Linked DNA regions of Mus musculus: region 1 is linked to region 2. The links are chromatin contacts, called in public Micro-C maps. All regions are on one chromosome and are shown on one strand. The core of a region is the stretch at or near the end of the contact, and the rest is flanking DNA. Distances in the headings are between cores, read along the strand shown. Region 1 has its middle 26 kb from the start of Mfsd6. Region 2 has its middle 3.4 kb from the start of Gm31955.

Region 1 (3,735 bases), core at 536-3,035, 450 kb before region 2:
GTTGACATCAGTATTGGGTTTCTTTCTTCATCACTAAATTTTGAAACAAAGTGTCTCACTGGACCTTGAATTCACTGATTCAGACAGACTCATGGACCACTCCAAGATCTGCCTCTTTGTGTGCCAATCTCTGCCCAAGCACTAGGGTCACAGATTCAGGCAGCCATGCCAAGCCTTTTCAGATGGGGAACTGAAGTCAGGTCCTCATTCTTGCACAAGAACTGTACCAACTGTACCACTTTCTCAGCCCCTGTGTCCAAAGTCTTAATATGCTTCTCATAGTGTCAGCCTTTCGATTGACTTTGGCCCCTTAGCTACAGCTCATACTCACACACAGGCCACACCCCTCCATGAGAGATCTATCTATAAGTGCTAATGGAAGAGAGTTCCATAAAGCAGTTTTAGCCCTGTAATGGCTTATACACGGTTCTGAAGTGTTAGGACGGTGAGAGTGTGACAACATCACTGCATCCATAGGCAGACTCTGAGGTAGGCCTTCTATCCACAGGAAGTCCATCTGAAAGTCACTTTCTATCAGTATGTGTTAGCTTTAATTGCAAGTGACAGAAATGCCTGAACAATTACATAAGATCAAAGTGGTTTCTCACAGAAGGGGAATGAATGGTTTGGTCCAGAGCAGAAACCCTGCTCTGATGTCTTCAGGGACTCATGCATCTTCCTCCCCAAGCCCCTCACTAAGGTCTTTTTATTCACAGACAATGTAGTAACAGTGGTTCTGCGTTACCCACAACCAGATAAAGGAAATGACAAAGCAGGGTGAATTTGTTGTGGTCTAGGATCTGCTCCACAAAACACAGGAAGACTGATCTAAGTCAGATAGAGATTGTTTATTGAACACACATCTTAGTATTGATCGATCAGGACCATAGCTCAGAATTGGGCCTGGGGCTATGGCATCAAACATTTGGAAGAGTAGGCTTATTAAAAAAAAAAAAAAGTTCATGTGTACATGCAGGACATGCCATCCAGTGGTCAGCCCTGACTCCAGATATTTTAGTCAGAACAGTTCATATTGACCTTTAAGTTGATGGAATTAAAATTCTGTGGAATTCTTTAGGATTAACAAACCTAGAACATGCTGAACATAACAGGGGCTGCAGTCAATATGATCCTGCTCTGAGTCAAGTTATTTTTCTGTGTCAATGAGTGGCAGGTATATTACAGCAACAAAATGAAATAACTGGTGAGCATGGAACAAAATGGCTACAGCTATGCTGGAGGGCAGACCTCAACCACTTTTCATTGGCTGTAATCCACGACCAACTATAGGGAAAGTCTAATTTCTGGGCAGCCCACAGCAAGGACCTTGCCATCTGTAAGACTTAAAACAGGTACAGGAGGGTGGCTACTACTCTGTCTCTCAGGGACCTGAGCTCCCAAGCTTTGGCCTCAGGCTAACACCCCATCACTGTGTTCTTACCATGGAGGTCTCAAGGCCTTCACAGCCAGAAGCCAATCTCCAGCCATAGTCAGTCACTAACTTACAGGACATGTGTTCACTATATCTCTGAAAGAATTAAAAGTTCTATAAACACACAAATCCATCAAGATAGCAGGCAAATGGAACTTCCTTTGGCAAGAATGAAAGGAGACAGACAATTGCAAGCTCAGGTACCACTCCTCTGCAATGCCAAGACATCTCCGAGGTTCTTGGTGATTCTCTTGGAGGCCTCTTGTCTCTTCCTATTAAGCTAGACTTCTGACGTGTGTTCTCTGCTCAGAAGGCAGACAAACTCTCTGATTAAGGGACTCTGCTGAGTCATGCTATTTAAGGATCCTGGCTGCTTGGCCCCATTCACTGCAGCTCATCTGAGCTCTGCATTCTTTACCCACAGGCTGGAGCAAGCTACCAAAAATAGCCCCCTCAAAGTACCACCTACAATATGGCAGGAAAGATATAAACTACACACACACACACACACACACACACACATATTTGCTATGTCCTCCATTGCTTCTTATCCTCAATTTTGTCTAGATGTGTTTTTCGAAAAAAGAGAAAAGGACAAGAAGAGAGAAAGAAAGAAAGAAAGAAAGAGAGAGAGAAAGGAAGAAAGAAAGAGGGAGAGAGAGAGAGGAAGGAAGGAAGGAAGGAAGAAAGAAAGAGGGATGGAGCAAGGGAGAGAGGGAGGTAGAGGAGGGTTAAGTGTAACTTTTTTATCCATAATTAATAGTGGCTCTTAAGTCTGGGTTGATAGGGTGAAAATCACATCCAAAGGAAGCCTAAGCTATAATAGATGCTTTCCTAGTGGACTTAAAGCATGCAGCCAACAGCTTTGAAAATAGTCTCTCCTCCCCTCCCCTCCCCTCCCCTCCCCTCCCCTCCCCTCCCCTCCCGTCCCCTCCCCTCCCCTCCCCTCCCGTCCCCTCCCCTCCCCTCCCCTCCCCTCCCCTCCCCCCTCCCTCCCCTCCCCTCCCCTCTCCTTTCCTTTTGTTTGTCCTTCTTTCTTTCATTTTTTTTTTAAACTTCATCTCTTTTATTGTTAGGTAATGCATGACACTGCAGTGACTTTGCACAAATCAAGACAGAGTCAAATAACAATGGCTGCAAGTTTTTATGCACCTTCCAGGATTCAGCCCCAGCTCCAGAGTTTGGTGAGTAGGACTGGCTCTTCTGTATGGGGTTGGCCAAGGTAGATACACCCCATTGATGATGATAAAATGGTGTTATGGTCTCTTCCCACAGAAAGCCTTAGAGCAACTAGGAACTGGTCCTTCAGAACCTTGGGTTCAGGCATCCTAGATCTTATAGCTTCATTTGGGTTAGTCACTAGAAACAAATAATTAAAAATCAGGCAATAGCTTGGTCCTCAGAAGGCTGAGCCAGGATGCTCATAGTTTTGCTACAGATACACACACACACACACACACACACACACGCACACACACACACACCTGCATGGTTTTGGTTTTGGTTTTTTTTCCTTTTTATTTGAGTGCAGGGTTGTTGTGTTTTTTTTTTGTTTTTTTGTTTTTGTCTTTTTTGTCTTACTCTCAAATTTACTTAAAAAATATTTCCTGTGTGATATGACCCTGGAGTCTGGGCTCTGTGGCACCAGCACTCTAAAGATTTTGTTTGCTTGTTTTTTTTTTTTTTCTGCTCATTCTCAAGCTACCTAGAATTCTGGCTCTACTCAAAGCTCTGTAATTCTAAATGATGTTTTTCTTTTCTCTAGATTATATTTGCTTTTGTGTTTTTGTTTTGTTTGTTACTGTATTTATCTTGTTTTGTTTTGTTTTGTTTTGTTTTGTTTTGACAGGGTTTCTCTGTGTAGTCCTAGCTATCCCGGAACTCACTCTTTAGACCAGACTGGTCTTGAACACAGAGACCTGCTTTCTTCTGTCCCCTTTAGTGCTGGCACTAAGGGTGGCACCACTGTCCTGCTTTAGATTATATTTACAATGCCCTGATCCTAAATAAGCTGAGTTAGATGAGTCTACATCATTAAGAACTTTATGATGTGTTTATAAAAAGATAGAGAAGGGGGATATATTCTATGGAGCTGTAGTCAGTCAGGTATGGAGGAAGAGGGGCCTCTGCAGGCCCATGCGGAATCATCACGTTCCCCTGAGGAACCAGCCACAGGACAGTATAGTATAGAGTATATTAAGGGCATGGGGAAGGGAGTTAAGAGGGTAGTAGAGACAGAGAAAGGCAGAGAGAGAGAGAGAGAGAGAGAGAGAGAGAGAGAGAGAGAGAGAAGAGAGAGAGAG
Region 2 (3,710 bases), core at 80-2,579:
GACCTAAGTTGGGTTCCCATGTCAGCTCACAGATGCCTTTAATTCCAGCTCCAGGGACTCCAGCGTCCTCTTCTGGCCTCCTCTGCCACCTGCATGTACATGGCATACATCCAAACATATTTTTAAAAAATAAAAAATAAGTCCTAAAGGATCATTAGTAAAAAGTAAAGACATTCGTTCCCTCCTCCCCGCCCCCCGCCACAGGCACCCTGGCTTGGTAGCATGAAATTGATTGCCTTTTGGTTAAAGTGCTGAGAGAAATGTTAAAAACTATTTCCAGTCCCTTCAAATCCTAAGTGCCAGAGACTGCCTACTGTGTTTGTAAAAATGAAACCTTCTAGACAGTGGATACTCTGACTCATTCTGGAATACTATTGGAAATGTGTACTTAAAATTTCTTTTGTTGACTTTGGTTTTTGACAGTTTCATGCATGTTTAAAGTGCTCTGACCTGATCTCTCTAGTACATCTGTCACCTTCTTTCTCCCTACAAGTCCCTTTCCCATGTTCATTTGGGGTTGTGGTTTTGTTTTGTTTTGTTGTTTGTTTGGGGAGTATAACCAGGGTCTCTGTGTGCCCTTGGCTTTGGAACACTTCCCCAGAACCTGGTGAGCTCCACAGTGAGTACACACGCAACTGAAGACAATGGCTGAGCCTCCTCCAAAATCCTTCAGTATCCAACAGCTCAGAAGGGAAAGTAGGACCCTCTGGGCAGCCTCCTCAGTTTTTGATTGACTGGTGAAGGGTGCAGTCCGCTGTGGACCACTGCATGCAGCCTCAGCAGCTGGAAAGGCATGACGTCGTTGGCTGTCCATTTCCAGAGGTCAGCGTCTCACACTCTATCTTCTGGCTCTGACGTTCTTTCTACCCTCTCTTCTGAGATTCTCCCACTTTTCTGCAATGAATGGATATGTGTAGTTGTTCAAATTGTTAAGAATAAGTGATGGCATTCCCTTCTCCCAAGGCATTAAGGAAGACGGGGCAAAAGATTCTAAGAGCCAGAAGCAGTAATAACTATAGTGAAATTGTGTTTTCAGAACACAACAGGGCAGTTACATATATGAACTGACAGCGGGTATGACACCATGAACCTAGATCAAGCCAGACAAAACCTCAAAACAAAACGAAACAAAACAAGCAAACAAACAAAAAGCCCTTTAAAGTGCGTTCTGATCTAATCTCTCTAGTACCCCTGTCATCTTCCTTCTCCCTACAAATTCCGTCCCCACATTCATTTGGGATTGTTTTGTTTTTGTTGTAGCTGTGGAGTTGTTGGCAGTTGATGGCAGCTGGGAGAGGTAGTTGATTTTCTTAGGGACGCTGTCCCTGCGAGGTTGCCATGGTCCAGTAGATGGCGCTCCGTCTATTCAAACACTGAGGATACTAAGTGGACTCCATGGGGAGTGAGAGAGAAGTGGGAGGAGAAAAGAGAGGGAGGAAGAGAGAAAGGAGGGAAGGAGGGAAGGAGGGAGGGAGGGAGGGAGGGAGGGAGGGAGGGAGAGAGAGAGAGAGAGAGAGAGAGAGAGAGAGAGAGAGAGAGAGAGAGAGAGAGAGAGAGAGAATGTTCAGCACTGAATAGAACATTTGTGTTAATAAGTGTTCTCGGTGGTCTCAGACTCTAAGGTGCACCCAAATCATCTTGAGAATTTGTTACAAAGTGGCTGCCATACTCAGTTCTCCAGAGTTTCTACTTTGGTTGGTTTAGTCTAGAAGGAGCCTCAGAATTTACCTCGCAAGATTCCTGGTGATGTGGCTGATGCTGGCTGAGGACCAAACTTCACTTATTTTAATATAACTGTACCTGGGTCATATTTTAAAACCAGATCATATTTCTCCATCTGTCCTTCCCTGTGTAGTGCTCAATAACTTCCACAGTTTTAATGGAATAATATTTTAATCTGAAAGTCAATAAAGAACTGGGTATTGTGGCCCAGGCCTGAAATCCCAGCTCTTGGGAGGCAGGCATAGGAAAATGACCATACTTTTGCGCCCAGCCTGGGCGACACAACAAGTTCAAGGCAGCCAGAGATACAGAATGAGACTATTCCTCAAAAAGCCAAGAAGTAAAGAGTAAAAGCCAAAAATCAGGGGCTGGAAAGATGGCTCGGGGGTTAAGAACACTGACTGCTCTTCCAGAGGAACCAGGTTTCATTCTGGGGACCACAAGGCTCCTCACAACACCTTGTAACCCCAGTTCTGGTGAATTAACACTCTTCTGCCCACTTCAGGCACTGCACAAACATGTGCAGTCATATGTGCAGGTAAAACACCTATACACATAAAATAAAATGTTTTTTAAAAGAAAGAAAAGGTAAATGTTAAGGACTTAAAAGTAATGTATTAAAAAGATTATTTTAAAAATATTGTCATCATTTCTTATCATTTTTATTTCTATAAAATCTCATTAAAATCTATAGTTAGAATATAAAGAAAAAATATTTAATCTTGTCTGCATTATTAAAATTATAAGTTATTCATAGAAACATGACACACTTATAAAAGTATTGCTTTTGGCTTTCTGTTGTGCATGTTTGGAAATTTACTGTTTAAACCATGAAAAAGCAACAAATGAAAGATTTGAAAATTTTAGTGGCTTGAAAAGTTTTACAACTTAGAGTGTCCATTAAAATACCCTGGTTCAGGGGCACAGCCTGCTGGAAGGGGCACAGCCTGCTGGATGTTCCTGGTATTACAAGTAGAAAAATTCCAGCAGCTATCATTTAGTATAGTTTTATGAAAAATTCTTAACTGCTTTTTAAAAGCACCCTGACCCTGCTCGTAAACTTTAAAGAGTTCAAGGTTTTTCTAGTGTTGTTGTCTTCCTCGTTAGGAGTTTTTGAACAAGTGCTCAACCTTCGGGTAGAAAATGTTTTTAAATTTGTATTTTATTGTTGGTGGTGTTGGTGTTTCTCTGTGTGCAAATGCCCACCATGGCACACGTATAAAGGTCAGAAGACATGGAAGTTTGTGGAGCTGGTTTCTTCCTCCTGCCTTTCACGCAGGTTTCAGTCTTCAGACTTAGGTCAATGGGTTTGCCCTAAAGCAAGCACCTTCATCCACTGGGCCATCTCACCGGCTCTTAAGCAGAACATGTTTTGAGGGAAATGCTAAGGAAAGAATAGTTTTCTGTCCTCTCAAATCATGATAGTTGCTGCAGACTGCAATGACTTAAGATGCTCTTTATCCAGTAGAAGACCATCATTGGAAGTTCAACTATTCCATGTTCCTCACTTGCTGCCTCAGTATTAGTAAGGTTTGACTGTTGAAGCCAGCCAGACCCAACAAGGAGAACTGCATGAGCACGCATGCACACACACACACACACACCACATACACACACAAATTGTCAATAAACACCAGTAAAATGGACCTAGCAACACCTTCACAGTAGCTAATACAGGTGGGAGTTTACTTAGGAGACATTTACTTGCCATATTCATGACCAAGCCATCATTCCAATCACTACGAGTCCATCTGCTGAAGCCTGGTAACTCCACAGTAGGAATTTGGGGCCAGATGTTCCAGTCCAGATGTGTACAGGAGAGATGAACCATGCTTTTGGATGCTTTTAGGTTCCCTGTCAGTCTTGTATGGTGGGTTATCAAAGTCACACTCCATCAACATTCTTAAAAATAGAGCTGTTATATGGCTTGGATGAGGCACAGACAAAGCAGAAAACAATTAAACTCAATGCATTGAGTGATTAATAAG

The links. A called contact is a pair of places that touch in the nucleus more often than the background predicts.
Region 1: a Micro-C map of the G1E-ER4 cell line shows a contact between it and region 2. The contact joins two enhancer-like sites. A contact is called at or near these places in 3 of 15 datasets of contacts at CTCF or cohesin (the G1E-ER4 cell line, large pre-B cells and pro-B cells), 72 of 484 Hi-C or Micro-C datasets (the AML12 cell line, the AtT-20 cell line, the Ba/F3 cell line and 41 more), 2 of 115 datasets of contacts at active chromatin or transcription factors (embryonic basal ganglia and large pre-B cells) and 1 of 9 other capture datasets (adipose tissue).

Annotation. Positions count from the first base shown.
Region 1 is chr1:52,750,996-52,754,730 of GRCm38.p6, reverse strand. No RefSeq gene overlaps it. Among named protein-coding and RNA genes, the nearest start is that of Mfsd6, 26 kb to the right of the region's middle. Within about 2 kb of position 1,785, at least 33 of the 459 cell types and tissues checked have an H3K27ac peak or open chromatin away from gene starts, as enhancers often do. A contact at or near this core is called in the G1E-ER4 cell line and neural progenitor cells, where this site is marked.
Region 2 is chr1:52,300,395-52,304,104 of GRCm38.p6, reverse strand. No RefSeq gene overlaps it. Among named protein-coding and RNA genes, the nearest start is that of Gm31955, 3.4 kb to the left of the region's middle. Within about 2 kb of position 1,329, at least 9 of the 459 cell types and tissues checked have an H3K27ac peak or open chromatin away from gene starts, as enhancers often do. A contact at or near this core is called in the G1E-ER4 cell line and neural progenitor cells, where this site is marked.